Linked DNA regions of Rattus norvegicus: region 1 is linked to region 2. Evidence: chromatin contacts called from public Hi-C data. All regions are on one chromosome and are shown on one strand. Each heading gives the region's core, a stretch centred on a gene start, on an enhancer-like site or on the middle of the called end of the contact. The rest is flanking DNA. Distances are from core to core; before and after follow the strand shown. Region 1 overlaps Agap1 (ArfGAP with GTPase domain, ankyrin repeat and PH domain 1). Region 2 holds the start of Agap1 (ArfGAP with GTPase domain, ankyrin repeat and PH domain 1).

What was found. A called contact is a pair of places that touch in the nucleus more often than the background predicts.
Region 1: a contact with region 2 is called in a Hi-C map of Schwann cells, with 4 times the contacts expected there. The contact joins the enhancer-like site here to the promoter of Agap1 in region 2. A contact is called at or near these places in 11 of 12 Hi-C or Micro-C datasets (the A7r5 cell line, the Rat2 cell line, Schwann cells and 7 more) and 1 of 1 datasets of contacts at active chromatin or transcription factors (oligodendrocytes).

What each region holds. Positions count from the first base shown.
Region 1 is chr9:97,542,716-97,549,760 of GRCr8, forward strand. The region is part of intron 1 of Agap1 (ArfGAP with GTPase domain, ankyrin repeat and PH domain 1); the gene reads left to right. Among named protein-coding and RNA genes, the nearest start is that of Agap1, 59 kb to the left of the region's middle. Within about 2 kb of position 3,541, at least 18 of the 93 cell types and tissues checked have an H3K27ac peak or open chromatin away from gene starts, as enhancers often do. A contact at or near this core is called in Schwann cells, where this site is marked.
Region 2 is chr9:97,485,994-97,492,752 of GRCr8, forward strand. Agap1 (ArfGAP with GTPase domain, ankyrin repeat and PH domain 1) reads left to right here and starts at 1,413. Exons shown (of 18, transcript NM_001401593.1): 1 at 1,413-2,144. The coding sequence starts at 1,982.

The sequences.
Region 1 (7,045 bases), core at 2,291-4,790, 59 kb after region 2:
AGTGTTTTGTTTTCGAGCATTTCAGATGCATAGAGGATGGAAAGGCCTTCCTTTGATTGCTTTCGTCTGGACTGTGTGGGCGTTGTGAGCGGCACTGCATGACCCTGGTCCCCGTGTCCTTCCCCCAGTCGGTGTAGCTTCGGAATGTATTTTAAATGCAACTGCTGCGGTCACGGCGTCTGCTTTCTTGTCTACCTTTTTATTAATTAAAAAAAATTTTATTTTGAAACAAAGCTTTGCTATATGTCCCTGGCTGGCCTGGAACTTGCAGCAATCCTCCTGCCTCTGCTTCTTCAGTGTTGGGATCATAAGTCCACAGCCCCATGCTGGCCCTATCTTTTCTCTTGCTAGCTGTCTTTTGCTTGTAGCAGAACATTGGAGATTTTCTGTAGGCGTTAACTAGCTCAGCACCTTACCGTGTGGCAGATACTAACTACCTGTGGCTATTTAAATTCAATTAACAATCCATTCTCAGGGATAGGAGACGTGGCTCAGATGGCTGGGCGCTTGCCTCCCATGCATGAAGCCCTGGGCGTGGCGGCTCACACCTGTAATCACTTATCCTCACTTGGAGGTGACGGCAGTGCCGGCTTGGCTACATAGCCAGATGGAGGCCACATGGGACCCTATCTCATAAAGGAAACAAAACCAAAAAGGAGTTCCTGACTCTTGGGAGCCAGCCATGTGCTGCTGCGGTGACCTCAGCTGTGGACCACTGCCATCATTAGGACAGTGTGTGACCACAGTTGATGTGTAACCGTGTACACTTGGTGCCTAACTCTGCGGACCTTGGCTTTCCAATACTTTTGTTTTGTGTTGGACTACAGGGTCTTGCCGTGTAGCCTGCACTGGCCTTCAGCTCCCGAGTGCTGGGATCACAAGTACGCACCACCCAACCACCCGCCAGGCTTTCCTGCACAGCACAAACCTTCGTGAAACGTGGAGCCTGTGAAGGTGTTGTGAAGGCCGCTAATCTGGAGACGGGTTGCTTACACGCCCTAGGGCAGAGTCGGCACTCAGGGAAGGGAAAGTGACTTCCTATTTTGGACAGCTACAGGTCTGAGTTCTGCCCAGACCTGTGCTATTGGCATTAGTGGGACATAGCTGATGACTGGGTCTGAACAATGTGCTTTGATTGACAACTACAATGAGGAAGCATACTAAGCTCCTGAGAAAAAAGGGGAGGAGACTGCCCTGTCCGGTGTCAACTGGCTATACCAGCTGTCAGAGCCAGCTGTGCCCTGTGACTCAGGGTTTCTGTAAGCATATTTTGGGAATGGCATTCAGCCCATGGACAGCCCTGGCCTGAAGACTTCCCCTATTGAACCCACCAGTTGAGCCTTCCTGTGTTTGTTTGCTCTCCCCCAGGGTTGTTCATGGGGCCGGTGTCCATCAATATCAGTGGGGTTCTTCTACCTGTGCCATGCCCCCCGCCCCAGTCTCCTGGCTTTGCAACACCATGCTGGCTCATCTTCCCTCACCCCTGCTTGCCCATCACCTGCTCTGTGATTTGCTCATCTGCGCATGCTCCTGTCCCTTTGTCTACACCAAGGCCTCTGTCCCAGCTCATATTTCACCTGCCTGGGATGTAGCCACCTTCTTCATCTGGGCCAGAAGTATGACAGGCCTTCTAGAGACCTCACAGCCCTATTAGCTGCCTCTAATGAGGACCTACTGTGTGCTCAGCATGTGTTGCAAGGGTGAGAGGGACCAGCCTGGGAACCTCCTGGTGCTGACTGCATTTGTTTTAGGGTACGGATAAATACATATGCATAAGCAGACAGCTCCTGGGGCTGCCCTTGTACCCATTCAGGCTTGCAGGTGCTCTTGCCTGTGTTTCATTGCAGGTGTCTTGTTTTCAAAGGTATGCTCTCTTCACTGACTCCTTCCACTACGTTCTACTTGTTTTTCAAAGGAAAGCCCATTCTTGGTGTGACTTAGTCCGTGTGTGCAGTGTTTTGTCAAGCAATATAATTACAGTTAGTCTTATTAAAACCCATTTGAGCAGTCGGCGTAATGTTTAGTTAAGCTCTGTAATTAACTGTTAGAAGGAAACGTAAGTTTGGAAACAGGACTGTTGGTCTTAAGGTCTGGGTCCTCTGGTGGTGTGGAAGGATGTGGATGTGACCAGCATCACCCACCAAGGTGAGCTTGGCGGCTGTATGGTAGGAAGACAAGAGACCTGGTTAACATGCTCTGTTCTGGATGGTAGAGCTGGTGGCTTTACCCTGTGCAATGTATGTTTCTAAAGTCCATTTACGCCCAGTGCCCATCACTGAGACCAGCTGGGAGGCTGTCACCTTCCGCCCTAGGACTGGAGCCAGCTCCAGAGGCTTTGGCGATCTTTCCAGCTTTCCCCAGTGCTTACACAACCTCTTCTCTCAGAGGCCTGTCCTCTGTTGGCACGGGGCCTCTTGCTGGTTCCCTGGGTTCTCAACTATTGCCTTCCTGGAAGGCCGACCTGGGTTTCTTGAGGTTTTAGCCCATGGAGCTGGTGTTAGGTCAGCTGTCTCTAAAAGTTGCTATTGGTTCCCAGCAGGAGTCCATGCTGGGGATTTAGTTAGCGAATGTGTTTTGAAACCTGCTCCTTAAGCCTTTTTAAGCTTAACAGAAACAGCCATGATGGCGGCAGGAGAGTTGCCTCTGTGCTTAGGAGCACTTGGTGCTTTGCAGAGAACCTGGATTCAATTCCCAGCACCCAGGTGGTTCAGAATCATCCGTAACTCCAGTCCAGGAGATACTAACTACACCCTCTTCTAACCTCCACGGACACCAGGCACATCTATGGTGTGCGTGAGAGAGAGAGAGAGAGAGAGAGAGAGAGAGAGAGAGAGAGAGAGAGAGAGAGAGAGAGAGAGAGAGTGTGTGTGTGTGTGTGTGTGTGCGCAAAACACTCATATGAGTAAAATAAAATAATCCAAATAATAAAATTGAAAGGCAAAAAGCAAAAACCAGTCATTAAGTCCACCTTGCTTTGGTCACCAGGCAGGAAGCCTGGGCAGAAAAGCTGCCTCCCCTTAGTGGGATGGTGTAAGGGGACTGAGGTAATTGTGTGTTAAGATGTCATTGTTGTTTTACTAAACACATAACCTGTGTAATGAGATGAAGTTCCCATGTGTTATCTGATCAAGTGAATTGCAGCTGTGAGCATGGGTGTTTATGTCTGGGTTGCTTCAGCAGTAGCGATCGGCCACTCTGTACTCTGCACTGCCATGACTAGACTACCAGACAGAAGCAGTGTTGGGGCAGGGGGCTTTATTCTTGCTCATGGTTTTTGAGAGGTGTCCATTATAGTGAAAGGTGCTGTGCTGAGGGACTCAGTTCCTGGCTGTGAAAGTCTGTGGCAGTGACTGTTCATCTGTTGTTGATGGATCAGGATTCACAGGGCGTGGCCTGTTTCAGGATGTGGAGTGTGGATAGCCTTCCCTGGCCCCTTGACCTTGAGTTCTCACTAACTTGCAGGAACATCCATCCCTCAGTGGACACTGGGAGAGCCCTTCCTGCCAGTCACTGGGCAGAGCACATGGCACTGAGGAAAGGCCCTTTGGTTTCTGAAGGGACTTAAGATCCAGAATATGTTGGGCAAACCCAGGAGGGATAAAAGGAGGCACCCAGCTGTGTGGGTCCCGCCTTTGGTTTACAGGGTGATGTGCAGATGAATTGGGGGTAGGGGGGGCGATGGATGGTTCATTGTTCTTCCAGCTGCTAGAGGCCCTGTAGCCTATAACTCGTTATCACCGAGTGTTCTGAACGGTACTTGGCGTGGTGGGGGCTTTAGTTACTTGCATTTTAGTTTGCTTTAGAGGACATCAGGTGGTACTGCTTACATGGAGAAGACTTGAAAGGAGGAGGTGTCCAGCAGGGCGGCAGTAGAGATGGGGTTGAGTGTGGCAGGTGTGAACACTCCCCACCCCCACCGCGATCCTCCCTGTAGCTCCTGCCCTGCCTTGCTTCTCTGCTTCAGTGAGCAGTGAGTGGAACTCACTCACCCTGAGGGCAGGGGCACTGCTAGTGGATCAGCTGCAGAAGTCAGAAGACCGGTCGGTCGGTCCGGGCAGCTGGAGAAAAGCTTCCAGAAGGTAGCAGACAGCTGGGGGTGGTTAACCACGGACGCCTTTGTAGAAACCCTCCATCTAGCTTTCCCCTTTTTATACATCAGTGTATGGAGACTTTCTTCTGGAAGTTGCAGAGGTCCCTTTCTCTCTGTAAAATCACTAACTCTTTCCTGGGTGTAGGAAGGCAAGCCTGTCTTCTCTGAACAACCTGCTGAAATCGGATAAAGCCATCCCTTTTCCTTTGTGTCTTCATAAAAGATGTGGAGCAGTGATAACTGAAGTCCACACTGAACCTCACACAGCTTCTGGGCCCTCCTCCTCCATCCCGGACTCAGATTTCTGTAGGTGGCACTGTGCATGGGCTTGCATAGCTGCTGCCTCATCTCAGGTCCATCCCAGTTCTGGATCCTTCCACAGACATGCCCCTGCCACTCAGCTGTAAACACTAAGCTCCACCTCTTCATCCTCACCGAGCAGGATTTATGTGGCCACCCTGCCTGGGCTCTCTAAAGTCTGTTTGTTGGAAGTGGAACCACTGATGTCATTTACCCCCTTCTGGTAGTCGCACAGAAGAGCAGCACGAAGCAGTGTGGACTTGACTACACTGTTGAATCTGCCAATTGATGCACATCCTTTTAGTTGGAATGAGCTGGTTCCATTGGCGCTGAGTGTGCGCTCTCCTCAGTCCTGGTTGCACTACAGCATTAGCTCCAGCCTCATGGTGCAGGCGCTCTTAGCTACATGCGGCTGGCTGCTGTGGTGTCAACTTCAGCTCGGAGCCCTTGCCAGAGGAACTGCTGCCTGCTCACCTGAAGTGCTCTCATATCCCTGGCTGCTTGCAGGATGGTGGTGTCTGAGAGTCCCTTGCTGCCTAGAATGTGGCTGTGCAGATGGCACCCGGCAGGCAGTTAGCTGTGACTTCTTCCTCCTGTGAACTCTGAGCATCCCCAGCATTGGCCAAGGGAGAGTGTGTGTCGTCATCACCTCGATGGCTCTGCTAATTGAGCCAGTGAACAAAAAGTGCATTCAGCAGCCTTGTTTGCAGCCCTCCTCCAGGAGAGAGTAGGTTTGCTATTCCTGACATTCGATCCCCCTTTTCAGTGCTGCACAAAAGCCTCATGTCTGTAGGCTTGGACCTAATAGATTTCCCTTTGTACTGAAGGGAAAGACAAAGCTAGCAAGGCCTGGACAGGGTGGGCAGGGTGGGCTCTCTCTCTCTCTCTCTCTCTCTCTCTCTCTCTCTCTCTCTCTCTTCCACCTCTCTCCTCCCACTCTGTCATATCTGTGTGTATACATGTGGTTGGGCTAACGTGTGTATGCACGCACACACAACACACGTCTCTCTCTGTGTGTGTATAAGTTTGAGGGAAAGAGGAGGATCTTGGAACAGAGAAGAGAGCTCTGTGTGCAGAGGGCTTGATCTGCACGGTGTTAATCAAGATTAGCCCTCATGAGAAGTAGTTCTCAGTGTTGTTCTGACTGGAGGTTGGAGGACCCAGGTAAAAGCAGAATCTCAGAGGAAGCAGGATCCTGGGAGCTGCCCAGAGGTCAGTGGTGCAGGATGCATAGGTGTGGGAGCTCTGGTCTTAAGGAACCATCAGACAGGCCCTGGCTGAGTCACACCCCTCATGTTCTGTGGCAAGGACCCATGGCTAAGGGTTTGGGGAGAAGCCAGTGGGTGAGGCTTCTTTCTATCAAATGACTGGACAGGGGTGGCACATGCCTTTCATCCCAGCACTTAGGAGGCAGAGGCAGAGCTCTGTGAGTTCCAGGATAGCCTAGTCTTCAGAGTGAGTTCCAGGTCAGCCTGTCTTGAAAAACCCCAAAATAAAAAACCAAACCAACCAAACAAGTAAACAAACAAACAAAATGTATCAAATACATTAATTGTGGGCAAGTTCTCTACAACCAGTCTCAAAGAATTAATGAAAGTATTACATTGTATAAAAAGAACTGTAGTAAGCAGAACTCTATAAATGTAATTATGGTTAATGGACTGTATGTTAAAAAATGGCTAGGATGGTGAATTTTATTGTTATGTTTATGTTATATTTGTCACATTTTTTTATTTTTTTATTTTTTTTATTTGTCACATTTTTAAAAAGTTGTTTAAATAAATTTTTATGTTTTGGCACAATGCTTTTCAGTGTTTAGGGTCTGCAGTATACACAGGTCTGCCAGACGTGCAGGGAGAAGCAGGTGTATAATTTTGAGTCTTTTCATCTCTCTACCTTCTGGAGGTCCTGTGAGAGTTTGGAGTTCTGTCATGAAATGACTGACCTTCAGAGATTCATCCCTTTTTGAGTCAGCTAGGCAAGAAAGTGAAGTAAAGCCACTGTGGTGAAAGTCAGCAGCCAGGGCAGTGTGCTGATGTCCCAGGTTCCTGTTCAGGAGGGAAGATGTTAGGGGAGGGATCAGGAAGAGCTGTATTCACTTGTCAGACTAGAGCTCAGGGTGCATAGCATTCAGGCAGCTAGGCAGAGGCAAGGCAGGGTGCTCGCCTAAAGCCTTCCTGAGGAGCAAGGCCACCTACCTTACGGATGGACTTCCTGGCCTCCAGAGCTGTCAGAGTAGATGGCCATTGTTTCAAGCCACCTGGGTTGGTTCACTGTTGAAGGCCTAAACCTCCAGCTGTGCACATGTGTCCATAACCGCTACAGCCGCAGAGTCCGCATCTCCGTGCCCTCGCCTCGGCACCTCTGCCGCTCTGCGTCTCTGTGCTGACTTCTCAGAGGAGTGCCAGAGGCCACTGGGTGTCCTGTACTTACCAATCTGGCACGGCCCAGCCAGGGCTCCAAGAAGCCCCTGGCAGACACTGTGCATCGGTTTTCTCCTCTTGACTGGAGCTTCTCGCCCCTTCTTTTTTCCTCTCTGATCAGGACTCTGGATTCCTTCCAGAAGTGGCTGTGTTAGTTCTGGACCCCTTCCTCCCATTTGTCTGGTCATTTGTCACACTAGCTGGCCATTCAGATGTCACTCTGTAGCCTTCT
Region 2 (6,759 bases), core at 163-2,662:
GAGTCCACAGCAATCCTCTGGTTTCGGTCTCTTGAGCGCTGAGACTACAGGATGTCCAACATGAGAAAAGTTATGTTCAACCCAACAGTTGGATGTGAAGAGGAGGGGGATGTGAAGAAGATAGGTTTGGGACAGAACATTTAGTCTCATCAACTTCTATACGGTATTCAAAGCCATAAGAGAGGCAAATAAAACAGGTCTAAGGACTAGTCCCAGGGTCATCCATATTTAAAGCTTAGGGAAGTACAAAGGAACCCCCAAAGAGATCGAGAAGCCAGATGTGAAGCAGGGGAGGCCCTGGAACTACTTCACAAAGAGTTGGGGTTTCAAGGTGAAGTAGGGACGAATTGCTTACAGTAGGATGAACCCACATGCCAGTATCTCTACTAGCGTCACTCTAAGGGCAAAGTCAGAGGCAAGTCACAGAACAAGTCAGGGCCTCTGTTGTGTTAGGGACAAGGAAGGCGGAACAGTACACCTACCTGACAAATACTGGAACCCGGAAGAGTTCCAAGAGCCAAGAACTAGACTGCCTGGGTCCCTGGGCTGTCCATTAGCTTACATTTGAACCTGGTAGGGCACAGGACATTTGAATGTTTATGAAACACCCCTGCACGGCGAGACAGGGACTCTGCCACAGTGCATTGATCTAGGACCTTTAAGGCCTCGGACTCACCCTGAATTCTTGGAAATTTACAACCTAATTCACTCGGAGACGTTGGGATGACCTCTCAGCTGCAGTGCGGTCCAGCTTCATGAGCTCCTGGACTGAGCTAAAGTAGGGTAGTGTTGAGCGCTCGGAGGGCTGTGGCTTGGAGGCTACAACTCAGTTGTGCAACCTTTTCGTGGAGAAGCCTAGAAGACCCCGTGGAATCCCGTCCCACCTACCATCCCCGCCTCAAGTTCAGTTTCTTGATCAGGACCCCGTGTATCCCATGGGAAGGGAAGTAACTCGCCTGCTGGGTTCAGAAAAGGAGGCAGAAAGTTGTCAGGCGGGGGAGGGGACCCTGCGTGTCGCAGAGGTTCCTTAAGCGCTCTGCTGGCAAACAAACAAAAGCGCGGGGCGGGCGGGCTCGCGCGCCACCTTGTCCGTACGGAGGCGCTGGGGCTGGCACGGGGCAGTGGGGATAACAGAGAGGGCCCAGGGCTCTCAGCACTCAGATCAGCAGGCTTTAGGGGCGTCCGGGCATCCCGCGGGGCCCGCCCAGTGCGCTGCGACGCGAGCGCAGAGCGCACCCCACGCGCGCGGGCCGGTCGGCGCGATGGACTACAAGTCCCAGCAAGCCCAGAGGCAGCGCGGGGCGGGGTCTGGCGCAATTCCCCGGGATCCGGCGCGCTGGGAAGCGCCGCGGAGGACGCAGCGGCGGCCGGAGGGCGGCGAGCGCGGGCGGGGGCGGGGCCGACGTGGGCCAGAGCCCTGCGTGCCAGGGAGGGGGCTGGCCGGGCAGCGGCGGGCGGCGCTCGGAGCGGTCTCCGCGGCTGGCAAGGCGCCCACAGCTCGGTCTCGGCTCGGCGGACGGCGCAAGGCAGCTGAGGGCCCCGGAGCGCGCGGTAGCACAGCGCTCACAAGCGCGCGGACCCAGCCGCAGCCGTGCGCCCCGGAGCAGAGCGGCCACTGCCCGGGGGCCTCGGCCCCGGCACTCGCAGCGCGGCGCTGCCTGCGCTTTAATGGCTGCTCGGCCGGCCGGCGCGTAGGGGTGCAGGCGGCTGCGGCGCGGGAAGGCGCCCGAGCAAGCCTCCTCCGCGGCCGGCCGCGCTCCATGGCGCCGCGGTCTCCCCGGACGGCCCGCTGACCCGGGACGCTGGTCCCTGGCATGAACTGAATCCCTCTACTGCTTCATCCTCGGCTTTCTTTTTTGCGCCTCCTCGGCTCCGTGCTCTCCGGGGGCTGCGGCGCCCCGGGTCTCGGTAGCCCGCGGGGCTCCGGGGCGCGGGGCGGCGGCGACGGGGGGCGCGCGGCTTTGGGCGCCGCGCCTGCACCATGAACTACCAGCAGCAGCTGGCCAACTCGGCTGCCATCCGGGCCGAGATCCAGCGCTTCGAGTCGGTTCACCCCAACATCTACTCCATCTACGAGCTGCTGGAGCGCGTGGAGGAGCCGGTGCTGCAGAACCAGATTCGGGAGCACGTCATCGCCATCGAAGGTGAGGGCCAGACCGCCCGGGGCTTCTGGAAAGCGCGGGGGAGCGGGCGCCCCTGGCGCGGCGGGGTGTGTGCGCGCTTGTGTGTTTGCGTGTATACACACGCGGCTGCCCGGCGGAGAGAGCACTGCGGTGCCTCTTGTCCCGCAAGGCCGGCCAGTCTGCCAGGGAAGATGGATTATCGGCGTTCATTTGATAATGGACAATGGAGTCTCTCCTGTGAGAAAGTGGCACGGTGCCGCCAGGTCCTGGGCCTCCCGCATGTCCCGTCCGGGCCCAGCAGACGCCTGGGGGCAGCTGCTTGGGATGGCGCCACAGGATCCATGACAGGTTATCAGGCCTGGCCTGAGCGTCTTCCATGGACGTTGAAGATGTGTTTTGAGAAGCGCTGCTGCTGGGGGTGCTGTTCTGGCCAGCTTATTCAGTTGCTTCACGGCTGTCTTTTTTTCCCAGTTCGCGGATACAGGGGAGGCATTTGGATTTGGCGCATGTAGGAAGCCAATGGGACCGAGGCAGCATCATGTCCCAGTGCTGCTGATCAGGCTGGCCTTGTACAAACGCTGGGCGTTTTGCATTAAAGTCAAAGTATAACCTTTTTAGGGAGGCAGGACACCTTGATATTCTCTTGCTGAAGGGGGCACTTTAATACACCTGCCACTTGGGAGCTACCCAAGAGGAGGAAAAGTGAATGATCCTGCTGTCTTTAAGCCTGTGTTTGCCTGGAACACTGTTCTAACCCCTCAGTGTCAGCCAGGGCAGTATCGCTGCAGGGGAGGATGGAGCTGGCAGCTTTGCCCTGGCCTGTGTTCTCTTTGGACTACCAATGGCTCACGTTTCTCCCCTACTAGGTCCCTGAACTGTTTCCTTGGATTGTTTCTCTGGGCCTGCCATCATTTACCTGGGGGAGCAGGTGGCATCTAAGTGGGCAGTGTGTCATAGTTCAGCCAGTAGATTAGCAGCCTGTCCTCTTGAGTTGCTGTTGGCCAGTGACAGTAGAAGGCCTGCAGGTGGCTTGTCCTAGTATAATACTGTGCCTGCCAAAGGCTGGTGAGGCCTCTATTGAGGACCACAGGAGCTCTCCAAGTCCAGCAGGAGTGTGTTCAGAAGCAGGTGCAGGTACGTCCTGGGCTCCTCCCCCTGCTGTGAGACGCCTCTGCCCCCAGGAAAGCTTGGCTCCTCTGCCTTCTGAACTTCTAACCCTGAAGTGTTTGGGTTTAAAACTTGGCTGCTGGGATGGAGATGGTGGAGGCTCTGTTGCTGATCCTCTTGGCATTTGGCAGCCTCGTGTACTTGAACCACATCCCAGGCAGGCTGGAAGCTGACTAACTCTCCACAGGATATATTGTAATTCTAGGGGAGGGTCCAGGCAACCTCCATCCTTAAGAGGGACTGGCTCTCAGTGCACCTGGGCCCCCTGAGTGGTCACGGTTGCCTGTGGTGGCTTCAGATGCTTCCAGACCCATTAAGAACCATGGCTTCTGTGTGGCATTGGAGTCTTGCAGTGTTGTGGAGGGCACTGTCTTCCCCTCAACTCCCCAGCTGATGGTGAGGAGATAGAGCTGATGGGTTCCTCTGAGAGCAGTGTGTGAGTCCCTGTCAGAAGTGCTGAAAGGTTCTCGTGTTTCTCTCAGATGGCTGCTCAGCTCTGTGGCTGCACATACAGAAGTCTGATGAAACCCTTTGAAAGCGGGTGCCAGGAATGGAATGCACCTGACTGGAGCTCCTGGCTCTGGAGGAGAGGAGGACCTCCAGCTGAGTGTGACTCATTTCCCATTCTTAAAGCTACACTCTAGGGTCTTGTTAGTGAGAGGATGTTCTTTCGTTTCTTTTTTTTTTTTTAATTGTTCTTCCACAATGATCTCCTCTTGATGGCTTGATACTCACCTTAATAATAGGGGCCCTTTTGGGTAGCCGTTGTCATTCTCAGTGGAACCCGAGCTAATGGGTGGCTCACGCTGGAGTCTCTGGTAGTGCTCTTATTTTGCTTAGGACTAGGAATGCCCACATTGTGCCAAGTCTGTAGTAAACTCAGTGAGCCGGGAGAAACGGTCGTGTCTGCCTCTGTACTTTGTGCTCTCTGCTACAGCGGCACACAGCACATTTGTGGAGAACTTGAGGACCGATGTTTTGGCATTCACAGTGGCCCCCGTCCCTCAGAGGAGGAGGTGGAGGTATGGGAGGGTGATGACCTCTGGACTGAGGGGTCAGTCGGGCCCTGGTCAGTCTCTGTCTTCCCAAAGCATCCCTCTTTCAGGACCTCACCGTGCCCCTTGTAATTAAACCCTAATTTGTGTGTTATAACGGAATGGCCTTCCCATGCCAGTTTTAAGACATGGGGAGGATCTTAGATCTGCTTCTTTGATGTTCAGCATGGTGAGAGGGTTGCCAAGTGTGGTGGCATGATGGTTGTGGGTGAGAAGAGAACAAACATTTTTTATTGAGAACTTCACACATGCATGTGTGTGTTTTGATCGTCTCTACCTCCCAGTCACTTCCCAGTTTCTCCTCCCAACTTCATGAGCTTCCTCGCTCTCCCTGCAGTTGAAAACATGCGGAGTCCATTTAGTGCTGCTGTGTTTATGTGCACGGGGGATAGGAGCATTGGTTGTTCTTTTAGGGGCTGCATCCTTGAAGGAAACTGACTCTTCCTCCCCAAAGCAGTCATCAAGTACCAGGAGCTCCTCAGCTGGGGTGAGCCTTTCCCCATTTGTGCTGGGACCCTGGCAGCCTTGGTCTTGCGAACGCTGTCACAACTGGCATTTGTTCATGTGCCCAGTGCTGTCATGTACAGCAAATCCTGTTTCAGTGTAGACATCCACTGTCATCTTTCTGACTGACCTCTCCTCTGCAGTGATCCCCGAGCCTTGGTGAGAGGGAGCAAGTATTACACAGGTGTTCCATGTAGAGCTGGGCACTCCCCTGTGTATCGACCAACTGTGAGTGTCTATTAATCTCTCCTGTAAAAAGCTTCTGTGATGAGGGTTGAGAGGTGTACTAATCTAGGGGTATAAAGATTAATTTAGGGAGCAGTTTATTATTATGTCCATGTAGTAGAATAATAGTATTAGGTTCTCTCCTAGGGCCTATAACCTAGCTGGACATGAGTTTTTGGCCACACAAAACATAGAGTGCATTTTGTAGAACAGGGTTTAAATCCGACCAGAAAGTGACTGGTTACTCCTATAACATTCGTGCCACTAATGCATATATTACCACATGCCAGTGGATATACTTGCCAGGCTTGCCATTGTGAGCTTGTGGGGCTTACAACTGGGTAAAACTGCCTAATACTTTTGATTTCTTCATGTCTTAGGTATGTACATGATGTCTTCAGACTCCTTACAGCCGACTGTCAAATTCTAGAAGTTAAGTAAGAATGATAGCAGTCGGCTGTAAGGAGTGTCTATTTTAGGAGTCTGTGGTATTCCACTAATCAATAACTCTTGGGATGCTGAGAGATGGGTCAGTGGTTAAGAACATTGCTGTCCTTCCAGAGGATCTAAGTTCAGTTCCCAGCATCCATGTCTGGTGGATGCCTGTAATTCCAGCTTCAAGGGGATCTCATGCCCTCTTTGGCCCAACCAAAGTGGATACCTGCATGGGTATATGCAGACACAAGATACAACACACACACACACACACACACACACACACACACACACACACACACGCGCACACGTACACCAAATTTGGATAGTTGTGTCTTATTGATGCTGAACCGGAAAGGCATTGTCTTGGTGGTATAAGATGACACAAGCTTGGAGACCATGATTAGAGTGTGTGCCTGACCACCAGGGTAAGGAAGTGAGCACCCATCCCTGTCAGAGACAGACCTGAGTGTCTCTTCACAACTCGACTAGGAAGGAGCTTGAGGAATTACAGAATGTGAATCTTTCAGGAAAGGGTGTGCATATCGTTGGAGATGTTTTTTAAAAACTCACTTTCCTTGAAAAACGCAACCTGCCATTTCCAGAGCTATCTAGCTAGACTTTCTCCCCTCGGTGGCTCCCCTGTCAAGGCCCTCGGATTGTCCTGACAGGAGCCTTTTCATCCTTAGGGAGACTTTTGCAGAGACAGGACCTGTGTGACATTGCGTGCTGGTGTTTGGTTCTGCCGTAGTGTCTTTAAAGCCTCGAGGCTCTCTGGCATCTACGTGATTGTTTGCTCATGGGGTGAGGAACAACCTTGGGGAAGAGGAAGATGTTTTTGCTTGCTGCTCGTGTCTCCCTGAGTCGGTTTTGGCCTCCCTGTCATATACAGACAAACACAATGGTAGTAAGAGCTGAACTGGGAAGGTGAGCTGACACAAAGACAGCCGCATCACCAAATCACATGCTGAGGGCACGGTCTGTGTGCCGGGATGCATGTGATTTTCACTCTCAACCCTGCTTAAAACACTACCTTAAAAAAAAACCCACAAAAAAACAGAAAACCCTTTTTTTTAGTACTTCCCCCCTTACTCAGAATCTTCTTGACTCCTGAATATTTGCGATTTAAGGAAACATTAATGGTTTCACATTGAGCCCAGCAGATTTCTGGGAGGCGGTGTCCTACAGGGGCACGGTCTGCTGTGGAATGCAGCCTATGCCATTCCCTCTCCAGAAGTGAGCCTGGGACT